2 separate regions of the Hordeum vulgare genome follow, and region 2 is linked to region 1. A link is a contact called in public Hi-C data. All regions are on one chromosome and are shown on one strand. Each heading gives the region's core, a stretch centred on a gene start, on an enhancer-like site or on the middle of the called end of the contact. The rest is flanking DNA. Distances are from core to core; before and after follow the strand shown. Region 1 holds the start of LOC123401058 (probable amino acid permease 7). Region 2 holds the start of LOC123402798 (ethylene receptor 4-like).

The links. A called contact is a pair of places that touch in the nucleus more often than the background predicts.
Region 2: a Hi-C map of leaf shows a contact between it and region 1, with 10 times the contacts expected there. The contact joins the promoter of LOC123402798 here to the promoter of LOC123401058 in region 1. A contact is called at or near these places in 2 of 6 Hi-C or Micro-C datasets (leaf and seedling) and 1 of 1 datasets of contacts at active chromatin or transcription factors (embryo).

The regions. Positions count from the first base shown.
Region 1 is chr6H:483,294,341-483,300,428 of MorexV3_pseudomolecules_assembly, reverse strand. It overlaps LOC123401058 (probable amino acid permease 7), which reads right to left and starts at 3,366. Exons shown (of 4, transcript XM_045094771.1): 1 at 3,040-3,366; 2 at 1,946-2,039; 3 at 1,615-1,850; 4 at 552-1,535. The coding sequence starts at 3,154. The coding sequence ends at 817. It overlaps LOC123401059 (ADP-ribosylation factor GTPase-activating protein AGD12-like), which reads left to right. Exons shown (of 9, transcript XM_045094772.1): 9 at 160-662. The coding sequence ends at 438.
Region 2 is chr6H:483,511,250-483,517,337 of MorexV3_pseudomolecules_assembly, reverse strand. It overlaps LOC123402798 (ethylene receptor 4-like), which reads left to right and starts at 3,303. Exons shown (of 2, transcript XM_045096758.1): 1 at 3,303-5,226; 2 at 5,315-6,088. The coding sequence starts at 3,586. The coding sequence ends at 5,842.

The DNA of each region.
Region 1 (6,088 bases), core at 2,117-4,616:
GAGATTCATGATGTCTCAAATGATAGCTCACCATTGAAGTACACACATATGTGAGAAAAGAAACTCTTTAATAAATTCATGTAGTCCTTGCAAACAGTAACAAATCAGGCAACACAATGCTTTTTTTCTCACTCCCTGATACAATCTCACTATTTCCAGGAAGTGTATGATCACGACACTTTCTCTGCTGACGATATCATGGGGGAAGCAGAGATAGATCTGAAGCCAATGATCACAGCTGCCATGGCCTTCGGAGACCCGTCGCGTCACGCAGACATGCAAATTGGAAGGTGGTTCATGACCAGAGACAATTGCCTGTTGAGCGACAGCATTGTCAATATTTCGTCGGGAAAGGTAAAACAGGAAGTGAACCTAAAGCTGCAGAACGTAGAATCAGGTGAGATGGAGTTAGAACTGGAATGGTCTCGTCTAGATTAATAAGCCTCGCTGTATCCTTTTGCCCTTTATGCTGGATGGCTTCAAAACATATCTAGTTAATGAAGCTTAGCTTTTCCTCATGGCCGAAATGTGTAAAAATGAAGGCTGTACAATGTCTTGTAATTTGCCAGATGTACTCCATGTGATTCGGCATGTTGTATTGTCACATTAAAAGGACACATGTATTGTGCAGAGATGAGGCTAAAAACTCCCGTGTTTGCTAATGTCACACTGGTGCTAAAAATACCTCTGGCATGTTCCCCTTTGGATCTTTTCATGCCCATTTAGATGCAGTTGCCAGCTGAAGAAAATCAAGTGATTGAAACGCATGTATGTACATGAATTGGCCACATTTTTTTTTGGCACGGTTGATCTTTGCTAGCTTCTCTCTGGGCTGAACACCCCCATGGCAGAGCCAACGGAGGCGAAGCCGCAGGCGATCAGGCAGGCGGCGCTGAAGGCCTGGATGGCGATCCACCGCCGCGTCCATGGGGCCACCTTGCCCTGCGCCAGGTACATCTGGACGGGGAAGTGGATGGCCAGCGGCCAGAAGGTGAAGGCGCCGATGAGCCCCACCACCTGGTTGAAGTAGGGGAACCACACGGCCACCGCCGTCGCCGCCGCCACGTTCGCCGTGCGGAAGCACAGCCTAGCCACGGTCACGCGGCCGAGCAGCGGTATCTCCGCGACGCCGGCGCCGAACCGCCGCTCCACGAGCGCGAACATGGGCTGCGCGTACACCTGGTAGCCGCCGAGGAGGTGGAGGACGACGCAGAGGTTGGCGAGGCCGACGAGCCAGTAGGGCTCCCCGAAGCCGGCGAGGAGGTTCCCCGGGGTGCCATCCCCGAACGCCGCGTAGCCGAAGCACCCGCAGCCGAGATAGAAGAAGGTGGTGACCGCGATGCTAGCCCTCGACGCCGCCTTCATCGTCTCGCTCTCCGCCGGCGGCGACCCCAGCGTGTCCTCGATCTCCAGCAGCACCAGGGAGAAAGGGTAGGCGAAGGCGATGTCCCCCAGGGCCTGCGCCACGCGCCACACCTTCTGCGTCGGCGACACCAGGGAAACGCCTCCGATCGCCCCCTTGATCACTCCATTATCTGAAAGAAATCGAGGCAGATGTCATGATACGCACGTACGTGTGGGCGGGAGCAAAGCATTGTGCCATGGCGTGTGTACCGATCACTTTGGCGGCGCCGAGGCCGAAGCCGATGAAGGAGTAGGAGAAGGACATGGCGGCGGCGAAGACGGAGAGCCACGCCATGCTGTGGAAGTCCGGTATCTGCGACAGCGCCGCCTGTGCGAGGCCGAACATGAGCATGTAGTAGGCGTCCGACGACCCGCCGCCGCCGGCGGCGGCGCAGCACGGCGCGCCGTGGCCTTCCCTGTGGTAGCAGTTGGCTCTCTCAATCGCCCTGCAAAATACTCCTACTAGTAATGGCCAAGTAATCACGAGTTTACCCGCCCAAAAAAGTTTAAAAAAAAATGTGGTCACAAGTTTATTGGTTACCTCATACTAGCCGCCGAGGTGAGAGTGTACACCACGCTGTTCCCAAACAAGCTGAAGCCGAGGAAAACCCCGCTCAACACCTGGCTCTTCTCGCCTGCACACGCACGCACATTTATGAAATGCTTTCTTGTAAGGAATCGATGAAATGTTTTCTTGCAAAGATAAGGTCCGGATATATAATGATGTGCCATGAATGCATGATCACCTAAGTAGAGCTTGACGGCGTCGACGTAAGACCTGTTCCTGACGGCGGCGCCGCGCTCCGGGTCGCGGGAGATGTAGCAGTCGGCGAGCAGGGAGGACTGCACCACGGTGACCCCGGCGAAGAGCACCATGGCCGCCGGCCCCCCGACCCAGCCGAGCTGCGCCACGCTCCACGCTAGCGACAGCACGCCGGAGCCTATCACCGCCGTGATGACGTGCGCCATCGCCGTCCATACCGTGCCTGTCAGAGAAGCTCCGCAAATCAAAACTCCCCGTCGGTGGAATGCACGCAACGCATACACAATCAGACATCGTGCCTGCCTATTGTCTGGCCGTGCAAGCAAAAGTGACGGTTCACGCGGAGGTATGTGAAGTCATCCTGAGAGGGGCACGCGGAGGAGCAGTTGCGATATGTTTTGGAATTGTGGTTAATGGCTTTCGCGTCGCTGTTGTGGCCGGCCAGGCCCAGGGTGGAACCCAGTGTCATCATTGACAGTTTTTTTTACGGTGGTGTCATCATTGACAGTGATGTGCAGCTTTTAGTTTCTCGCTGAAACCTGAGCACCACCGAACCGGATGTGTAAATGACATGAATGTGTCTCCTCTACATGCTTTGAGTATTCCATGGCAGATTTCTTTCATGGGCATTTACATGTATGATATAGATTCAGATAGTCACTTTTGTAGTTTATGGATCATGTGGAACAGCAAACTATATGGCTGGCTGGATGGATGGTGCAAACCGCAAAGAACACATAAAAACCAAAAGTTTCAGACATGGGTCTGGGTTTGGAACTTGGAAGCTCATGATATACGTAGCTTCTGACGAATTATCTGTCTAGTAGTATAAAAGCAAGGTATGTAATTGTAATCTTGATGCAGGGACTTACCGGTTCTTTTCACTGGATGCTCCTCGGATAAATCGTAAGAGGATCCCGAGAGCTTGTCGAGCAGCGGCTCTGCTTGGCGGTCGCCTCTTCCTCTTCCTGTTCGTCCTCCTCCCATGGTCTTCCTCTATTTCCGTTTCCTGTTCCTCCTATCCTTCCATACGAGACTTGTGCACATGAGCTTCATATATAAGTAAGAAGAAACGAAATATTTCTAATCCCTTGTGCTGGTTGGTTTGGTAGTTGAAAACTACGGTACAAAACAATATGATACGTCAGTTGGGTGCTGATGGCGGGCACCTCCGGCAGTCCCAATCCGCAGTCCACCGCATCAGTTCCTGGACCGCAGTTGAATACTGGAGTACCATCTGCTGTTTAATGAAGAATGGATCTAGTGGACTCTGTCTACTAAAAAAAAGCAACCCTTTTTGTAAAGCTGAGAAACAGAAAAAAGAGGAGAATAACTTCATGGTACATGGTGGATACGACTGTATCATATGTCGATTTTCTGCTTAGTCATTTTTTTGCAAATCATTTTGGATTATTGTTGTGATGTTTTGGACATGTTTGTTAGGATAGTCTATGTCTTCGCACTAGTGCAGAAAAGCTTAGATATGGCATGGCAAAAATGATCTTGCTAACGTGAACACTCGATGCCATCCATATGACGTCACTGTTAAAAAATATTACCGTTGTTAGAGACTACGTCAATAGTATTTTATATGTTTATAGCGTGCCACGTGGTTAACACCAACATTAATATACATTAGTAGTAACATTGCGTGCCGGTGCAACGCCAGCAATTTCATTTTCAAATTTAAACTAAATCTATACAGTAGCATGATCCAATCAAAATGACAGTATAATCAAAGTTTTAGAACGGTAATTAAGTACAATGCAAATATCAGAATCTAAGTTTCAATAGTATCTATTTATTCAAAAAAGTTTCAAAAATAGTCAATTAACACAAGTACACAAGTTCAACTAAACAAGAGGTGGTAACAACATGAGAATGCCATGCATGCATGCCTACTAGCTAGCTAACTCAACATTTCGGCGGGCGGCGTTAGGATCATAGTCTGGAGTAAGTGGACCATCATCATTGTTGTCAGCAGGGCTGTAGTAGACCATGATCTCGTCATGGTCGTAATCAAGGTAGAACGTGGCTCTCTCCCCAGCTTTCATCTCGTAAGCAGTTGCAATAGCTGTCCAATCAGGGCAACTGAAATAGGTGCGGTCTGACTCGTTGGTGACAAGATAATTGAAGCGTTGGGTCGTCAACATCTTCATAAGGGTGCATTAGAATGTGATGGTTGCATCAAACGAAACTCGAGACTTCTCTAAGAAGTCACGCCTTGCGCGCAAGGGATGACCTGAGAATTTTTTTAAAAAAAACTAGTTAAACAATTTCAACCACAATCGTACCATATGAAACTTAATCAGACCATGTTGAACTAAATCATATATATACCATCTTAGTGATGACGTCTTTTAGAAGATCGATCACGAACCTCCTATCCTTTTGACTTCTCAAAGCACCATAGTTCTCACACGAAGCATCCATTTACTGCCGTCAATATCCTTGACCAAAGTAAGCATAAATCATTAAACTAAATAACTAACACATCAAAATAGTACATATACTAGTGATTTTAGCAATTCTACAGACGATTCAAACATATAGTGGCATGCATAAAGTTAACCACTCATTCATATACGAAATAGCTAGTGTTACGTCCATCTAGCAAGCTACTGGACAGAGGGGCCGGCCTCATGGTCGTCTCTGGTGGACCTACGACAACGCTGCAACAGTTGCACCACCACCTCCTCCTCCTCGTCCCATGCCGCGAGCTTATCCCAATCTATGGGATCCTCCTCTGCGATCTTCCTCACCGCATACTGAAAGAGCATCATCTTGATGGTCTTTAAGAGTTTATCGTCTCTCGCAAGCTCCATCACTAATGGGTCAAACAACTGTTGCTCGGCCTGGAGGTTCTCCTTCTCCTCAGCCCTAGTGCATATCTTTATGTTTTCCGGCGCGAGGAACTATGCGTACTCACGACAATCAGGGAATTTCAGAATCACTTTTTCCTTACGATACTCAATTGCCTTTGCATCCTATGCGCGCACCGCTAACTCTGGGGGTGTCCTAGTGGCCAATCTCGTGGACGACATTCTCCTTCCTGATGGTTGCATAGTTGAGGGATCGATAGAAGGTGTGTCTAGAGGGGGAGGGGGTGAATAGACTACTTGACCAAATTAAAACCCTAGCCTTTTCCCAATTTTAGTGGTTGGCATATTTTAGCAATTATAATAAGTCTAGTGCACCCTACACATGCTAGTCAACATATATGGCAGCGAAAAGTAAAGACATTGCACATGTAGTAATGAGTAGAGTTTAGAAGATCAAACGCAAAGTTGAACACGGTGATTTTTGGCGTGGTTCCGATAGGTGGTGCTATCGTACATCCACGTTAGTGGAGACTTCAACCCTCGAAGGGTAACGGCTGTGAGAGTCCACGGAGGGCTCCACCAACAAGGGATCCACGAAGTAGCGGCCTTGTCTATTCCATCATGGCTTACGCCCACGAAGGACTAGCCTCGCTCACGGTAGATCTTCATGAATTAGGCGATCTCCTTATCCGTACAAACTTCTTGTTTCAACTCCACAACACGAAGCAGGAGGCTCCCAAGCGACACCTGACCAATCTAGGAGGCACCACCCTCCAAAAGGTAATAGATGCGGTAGAACGATGAACTCCTTGCTCTTGTGATTCAAAAGATAGTCTCCTCAACACCTAGTTACTCTCTCGCAAATTTGGCATGCGTAGGAGAGATTGATTTGGTAGAAAGTAATTTGGGGAGGCTAGATATCAAGTTTCAAATGGTAGGATTGTAATATCTTGATCTCAACACATGAGTAGGTGGCTTTTTCTCAAAAAAATGGATCTGGCAAGTGTATGTGTGTTCTGAGTGCTTCCTCTAAGAATGAGAGGTAGGTGGAAGGGTGTATACACTACACGAATCGGGAATTTTGCCGTCAGGACGCTAC
Region 2 (6,088 bases), core at 2,054-4,553, 220 kb before region 1:
CGGCTCCGGCTCCGTCTCACCTTCCGGCAGCCTCCAGGACTTGTTGACGACCATGCCATGCTCCACCAGCTCCAGCACGTCGTTCTCCGTCACCGAGGAGGGGAGGAAATCCCCCTGGATCCATCCTGCCGGCAGCGCCCGCTGCCGCCGCTGAGTGGAGGCTCCCCCCTTCTTCTTCTTCTTCTTCTGTGCCTCGAGCTTGCTGGTCTGCCCCTTCGTCATGGCGAGGGCGACGGATCCGCAGAGGACGAGGAGAAGGAGGTGGCTTGAGGTGTGCACAGAGCTGCGGGAGGAGCGAGATTAATGAGAGGAGGATGAGCACCGCAACAGGAAATCCCGCCGGGGAGGCTTAAATAGGCTTCCGACTGGGTCACTTACAGGTGGACCCAGGATCTTATCCCCCCAACCGGCCGCTGCAAGATTAGTGGAGAAGATAACGGCGCGGTAATCGAGGAGGCAAAACCTACTCGATGGCGATGTCGTCATCCCCGCTGAGCGCGCGACAACCGAAATTTGAGGATCCCGGAAAATCCGGCGCTGTCAGTTTGACCAGTCACATCGAAAGATTCCGCGGAAGCACTCGGTCCCTGACAGTTCGTTTCACTGGTATATTCACTCACATCACTGGTTGAAAGGATAAAATGGATCGAGGCAAACAACGCTAAAGTCACCTCAATACTAGTCGGTTCCATACCCGAGACATCACTTCATCGTTCCAACCCCGATCCATTCGGGGACTAATGATGGGGTTATAGTCCCAGGGTAGGGTCATAGGTCTGCCCTATAGGTCCTACCCAAGGACTACCCTTCATAGAAGGCAAGGCCCTTAGATAGTTCCGACTGAACTAAAGACGCCCCCATCATCCAGTCGGCGACGATCCACTCGGAGCGTATCTAACGTACCGACAGAAATCCACTCTGTACATCGTAACCTTCGAGGAGGGCAACGGTCATACGTTTTCATACACCATTATTAGCATTTAAAGCTTACGTTACCTGTAACGTAAGCATTTACTCGCCACTATTCCATCCCTGTTCACCGGGCCATTATGAAGGGCAACACACTCTATATAAGCCGCCCTTCCCCACCGGTGCAAGGGTTGGCACTTGCTGTAATCCTATAATCCACTCGACACAAAGCTCCCAAGAGCACTGAGACGTAGGGCTTTTACCTCCACCGTAGAGGGGCCTGAACTCATACATCCTCGCCGTAGCTAAGGCTCTGCCCATACTTTCGTACCCTATACTTCTACTGTCAGACTTGTACCCACGATACATAGTGAAACCCAACTTGTCATCTAGTTTGTGTGCTTAGTTTATTATCCACAATTTCAGATTAAAATCACCATTGTTCTTGCTGGTTTTTTGGTTGCTTGCAGGAACTCAAACCTCGTTGTTCGGGTTGATCGTGCCTGCGACAAGGTCAATCACCATCGGAGATTGGTTTAGCGATTGTCGAGGCATATCGTCTGGTACGATATAGCCGAATAGTCAAGGTCAAAATTCACCAAATCGATAGTTATCCCCACTCTCATCGAAAGATCGGGTCACTGTCACATAGGGTATAGTTTGTCCTACACACAAAAGAATAAAATAAACAAACGAAGAATTACAATTCTTTAAGCCTCAATTATTTATACGACAAGCCGAATTCTTCAATATCATGACAACATTTGTAGTAGTCATAGCCCGCTGGTTAAACCAAACCGTCATGCACTTTCATCTATGTTGTTCACAAACACGCTAGTCCCTTGACACTTTTGTTATTTATCACCCAAAACACATGGGGCCACTAGATGCACTTACATTAACCATGAGACATGTGCCGTTGATCATTCTTTGACCTGCTCCTGAGCTTGTTCTTTAGTATTTATCTTTTTGGTGCTAGTCCGGTGTGATCCTTTTTTGGACCTTTGTATTTCTTTTTCTCTTTGCTAGATGTTGTTGTATGGTTAATTTTGATATTTCTGACTTTATTTATGAAATGGATCATAAGCCTTTGCTTTATAAAATCCCAAAATACTACAACACACACCAGTCTCAACGTTGGGTTGTCGACCATAGAGTAGTCACAAGAAAGGCCCCGCATGTAGTTTGTGAAACTCTGACATTGGGTTGGATGAATTAGATGAAGGGATAGGACAGCCGCTATATCTCGCATACTGCATGATAAAGTGTGTCCTCGCCTAAGGTCAGGCTCTACTGCTCTAGTGAGTATTCCCATTAGGGACCCGTGGTTTGCTTCATTCATTATTTTCTTTTCTTTTATATTTTTTACATATTATTCAAATATTTGAATTTCATATATTTCAGAGACTAACTTCTTAAGTTTCTAAAAGCATTCATTACACATTAAAAAATGTTCATGCACTGTAAACATAATGCTTTTCACTAAAAACTCGATTGAATTAAAAACTCCTGACTTTTAAAATCCTCAAATGTTTCGAAAAAATGTGTGTAACATTCTAAAAAAGTTTGCACAATATAAATAAATGTTTACAATTTTAAAGAAATGTTTTGTGACATCAGACAGATTATGCATTAAAAAATATTTTCGTCACATTATGTAAAAACAAATTTCTTTAAAATGTAAAAACATTCTTCATGAAACATAATAAAATGTTTCATATCTTTCAAAAAAATGTTAGTGACATTAAAAAAATGTTAAACTCTTTCAAGGATATATTCACGATATATATAAAAATATATTATAAAATGTAAAATAGTACATGTAGTGTTAAAATATGTTTTATTTCAGTTAAAAAATGTTTGACGTGTATTTTAAAAACGTTTTGCATGTTTCTGAAAAATTCAAACATATATTTAAAAATGCTGATCATATATTGTATTTTTTTTCAATTGGTGTAAAAAGTATACTCGATGTTGAAAAAATTAAATTGTTCAATATTTATTAAAAAATAAAAATGCATTAGAAAACAAGCAAACATTTCTTTGATAAAAATAAAAAAACGTGAAAAAATGAAGAAAACCTACGAAAAATATAGAAAAAAGTGAAAGATAATACCACACGAAAACTTTTAGGAGTACAAATTATCCAAACCATTGCAAAGAAGCCCTTGATAATTGCTCACGGAGAGACAGTATTGGACCAGCCCGCTAGCATCTCACCAGAGGCGAGACGATAGCTGGTCTTGCCGCGCGCGAAATATAGGTTTGGTGGGAGAGATTCGCTGCGAAAAAAAATGTCCGTTGCTCAGAGTCAGAGCGGTTTCCTCTGAAAAGATAAAGATACACTCCAGTCACAGCGGTGCATCCGCGCATCGGCGCATGTCAGCGTCGGCGACACTTGTCAAGCTGAGCGAAGCATGCAGCCCTCGCGGAGGCAACACTTGTCAAGCCAAGCGCGGCATGCACGCCTTCCCATGGCCGCTCTGATCCCCTCCACTCCACCGCACCGCCACCACCACGCCGGAGTGCCGGAATCCCCTTTCTCTTCTCCCCCCGCTGCTCCACCGCACGCCACTCTCGAGAATCAAAACCTTCCCTCCCATGCACCGCACGTGCGCGCGTTCGGCTGATTGACTGGCCGGGATCCGCCGGACTGCAGGCCAGAAGCAGACGCCGATGCCGCGATGCGGCGACGGGTGCGACGGCGCGGCGGACGCGATGCTGCAGTGCCAGAAGGTGAGCGACTTCCTCATCGCCGCCTCCTACCTCTCCATCCCGCTCGAGCTGCTCTACTTCGCCTCCTGCGCCGACCTCGCGCCCGTCAAGTGGCTGCTGCTCCAGCTCGCCGCCTTCGCCGTGCTCGGCGGCGCCGTCCACCTGCTCGCCGTCCTCGGCCACCACCACCCGCACTCCTCCGGCCTCCTCCTCGCCTCCACCGCAGCCAAGCTCCTCGCCGCGCTCGTCTCCTTGGCCACCGCGCTCTCGCTCCTCACCTTCATCCCGCGCCTCATCCGCGCCAAGCTCCGCGAGGCCCTGCTCCGCGCCAAGGCGCGCCAGCTCGACCGCGACGTCGGCCTCATCCGCCGCCGCGTCGAGGCCACCTCCCGCGTCGTCCGCATGCTCTCCCGGCACATCCGCGACTCCCCGCTGGATCATCACGCCATCCTGCACACTACCATGCTACACCTCGCCGACGCGCTTGCGCTCCACAGCTGTGCCGTCTGGGTGACCGTGTCCGGCGACGTCCTCCAGCTGGTACACAAGCTGAGCCTCAGAGACAAGGGCGCTGTCATGCTGGGCTCGCAGGCCCCTATCCCCGCCGACGACCCTGACGTGGTCGACGTAATGTCCGTCGTGGCCGCGAAGGTGCTCCGGCCGGGATCGGCGCTTGCAGCGGCGAGCGGCGGCGGCCTGCATCCTCCGGGAGCCGTGGCTGCCATACGGATGCCCATGCTCAAGGTCTCCAATTTCGACGGTGGAAAGACACCGGAGGCGAGCTCGTACGCCATCTTGGTGCTGGTTCTGGCCGACACGGGACGATGGAGCAGCCAAGACCTCGAGATCGTGGAGGTCGTCGCCGACCAGATCGCCGTGGCACTCTCTCACGCGGCGGTGCTCGAGGAGTGGCAGTCGATCCGGGACAGGCTCGCCGATCAGCACAGGGCCGTGCTGCATGCGAAGCACGAAGCGGCGACGGCGACCACGGGCATCCACTCCGTCCAGAGCGCCATGTGCGGGGCCATGCAGAGGCAGATGCACTCCGTCATCGGGCTGCTCTCCATGCTGCAGCACGCCGCCGCCGACGGCATGCGGCCCGAGCAGAGGCTCGTCGTGGACGCCATCGCCCGGACAAGCGCGCTCACGCTGGCGCTGGCGAACGACGCCGACGCGGGGACGCTGACGAGGAGCCGCGTGCCGTTCGGGCTCCACGCGCTGGTCAGGGAGGCCATGGCCGTCGCGCGATGCATGTCCGGCTGCAGCGGCGTTGAATTCTCGTACCACTCGGAGAATTCCCTGCCTCTGCCCGAGTGGGTGGTCGGCGACGAGACGAGGGCGTTCCATCTCCTGCTGCACGTGGTGGCCACTCTGCTAAATCGCCGTCGCAATGGCGCGGCGCCGGGCCGCCTCACGTTCTCCGTCGAGAGTTGCAATGTGGACGAAGAGGAGAGGCAGAGCCGGGACTGGATCCCGATGCGACCATCTGCAGGTTGCAGCGTACGCGTCAAGTTTCAGGCTGGGATGGAAACGAAATCTCCCCGTCGATCGGCCAGCCCCGACATGGGGCTTAGCTTCGGCATGTGCAACAAGATCGTGCAGGTAAAAGTGCAGCAAAACTGATGAGAAGGAGTATGATGATGGTCCGGGCGAATGATTCGATCTGCTGCTTCTGGTTTTTCTTCTTCAGGTGATGAACGGCAGCATGCGCTCGTCGGGATCGGACGGAGGAAGCACCGTCACCGTCGTCCTGCAGTTCCAGGTGCAGCAGCCGGGCGCGCGCCGATGGACGTCGACGCCGCCCGTCCCTCGCTTGGACGGCCTGAGGGTCCTGCTCGCGGACAGCGACGGCACGAGCCGGCAGGTGACCCGGATGCTCCTGCAGAGGCTCGGGTGCCAGGTGATGCCGGTGCCGTCGGGAGACCACTGCCTGCACCTGCTGGAGAGCGCCGGGCCGTGCTTCCAGCTGGTGCTCCTCGACCTCGACAAGCACGCCGCGACCACGTCGATGGAGGACGTGCTCGAGGTGGCGCTCCGGATCGGCGAGCTGGGGAACGGCGGCTGGCTGCTCGTGCTCGCCGCTCTCGCGGTCGGCGACGTGGACGACCGCGTCCGCGAGGTGTGCCAGCGCTCGGGGATAAATGGCGTCATACAGAAGCCCATCACGCTGGCGGCGCTCGGAGCTCAGCTCGCTGCAGCAGCCCTTCAGAAGAATTAGGTGACGCTGAGGTGAGCTGAGGGATGCACCACGAGTCCATCACGATGGCAAGTAGGTTTTGTAACTAGCACGGCTTAGCCGCCCCGGATGCCCCGGTCTGGAGCACGAATAAAATATTCAGAGGTAGTATGTACAGTATGTTAAACCCCGGGGCCCGGGATGAGCTCCATGGTGTCGCCTACAACCTGTGAAACCATTTCCGTGAAGAAGGCTTGGAGGTTGGAGTTCTGTGAAACCATTTCTGTG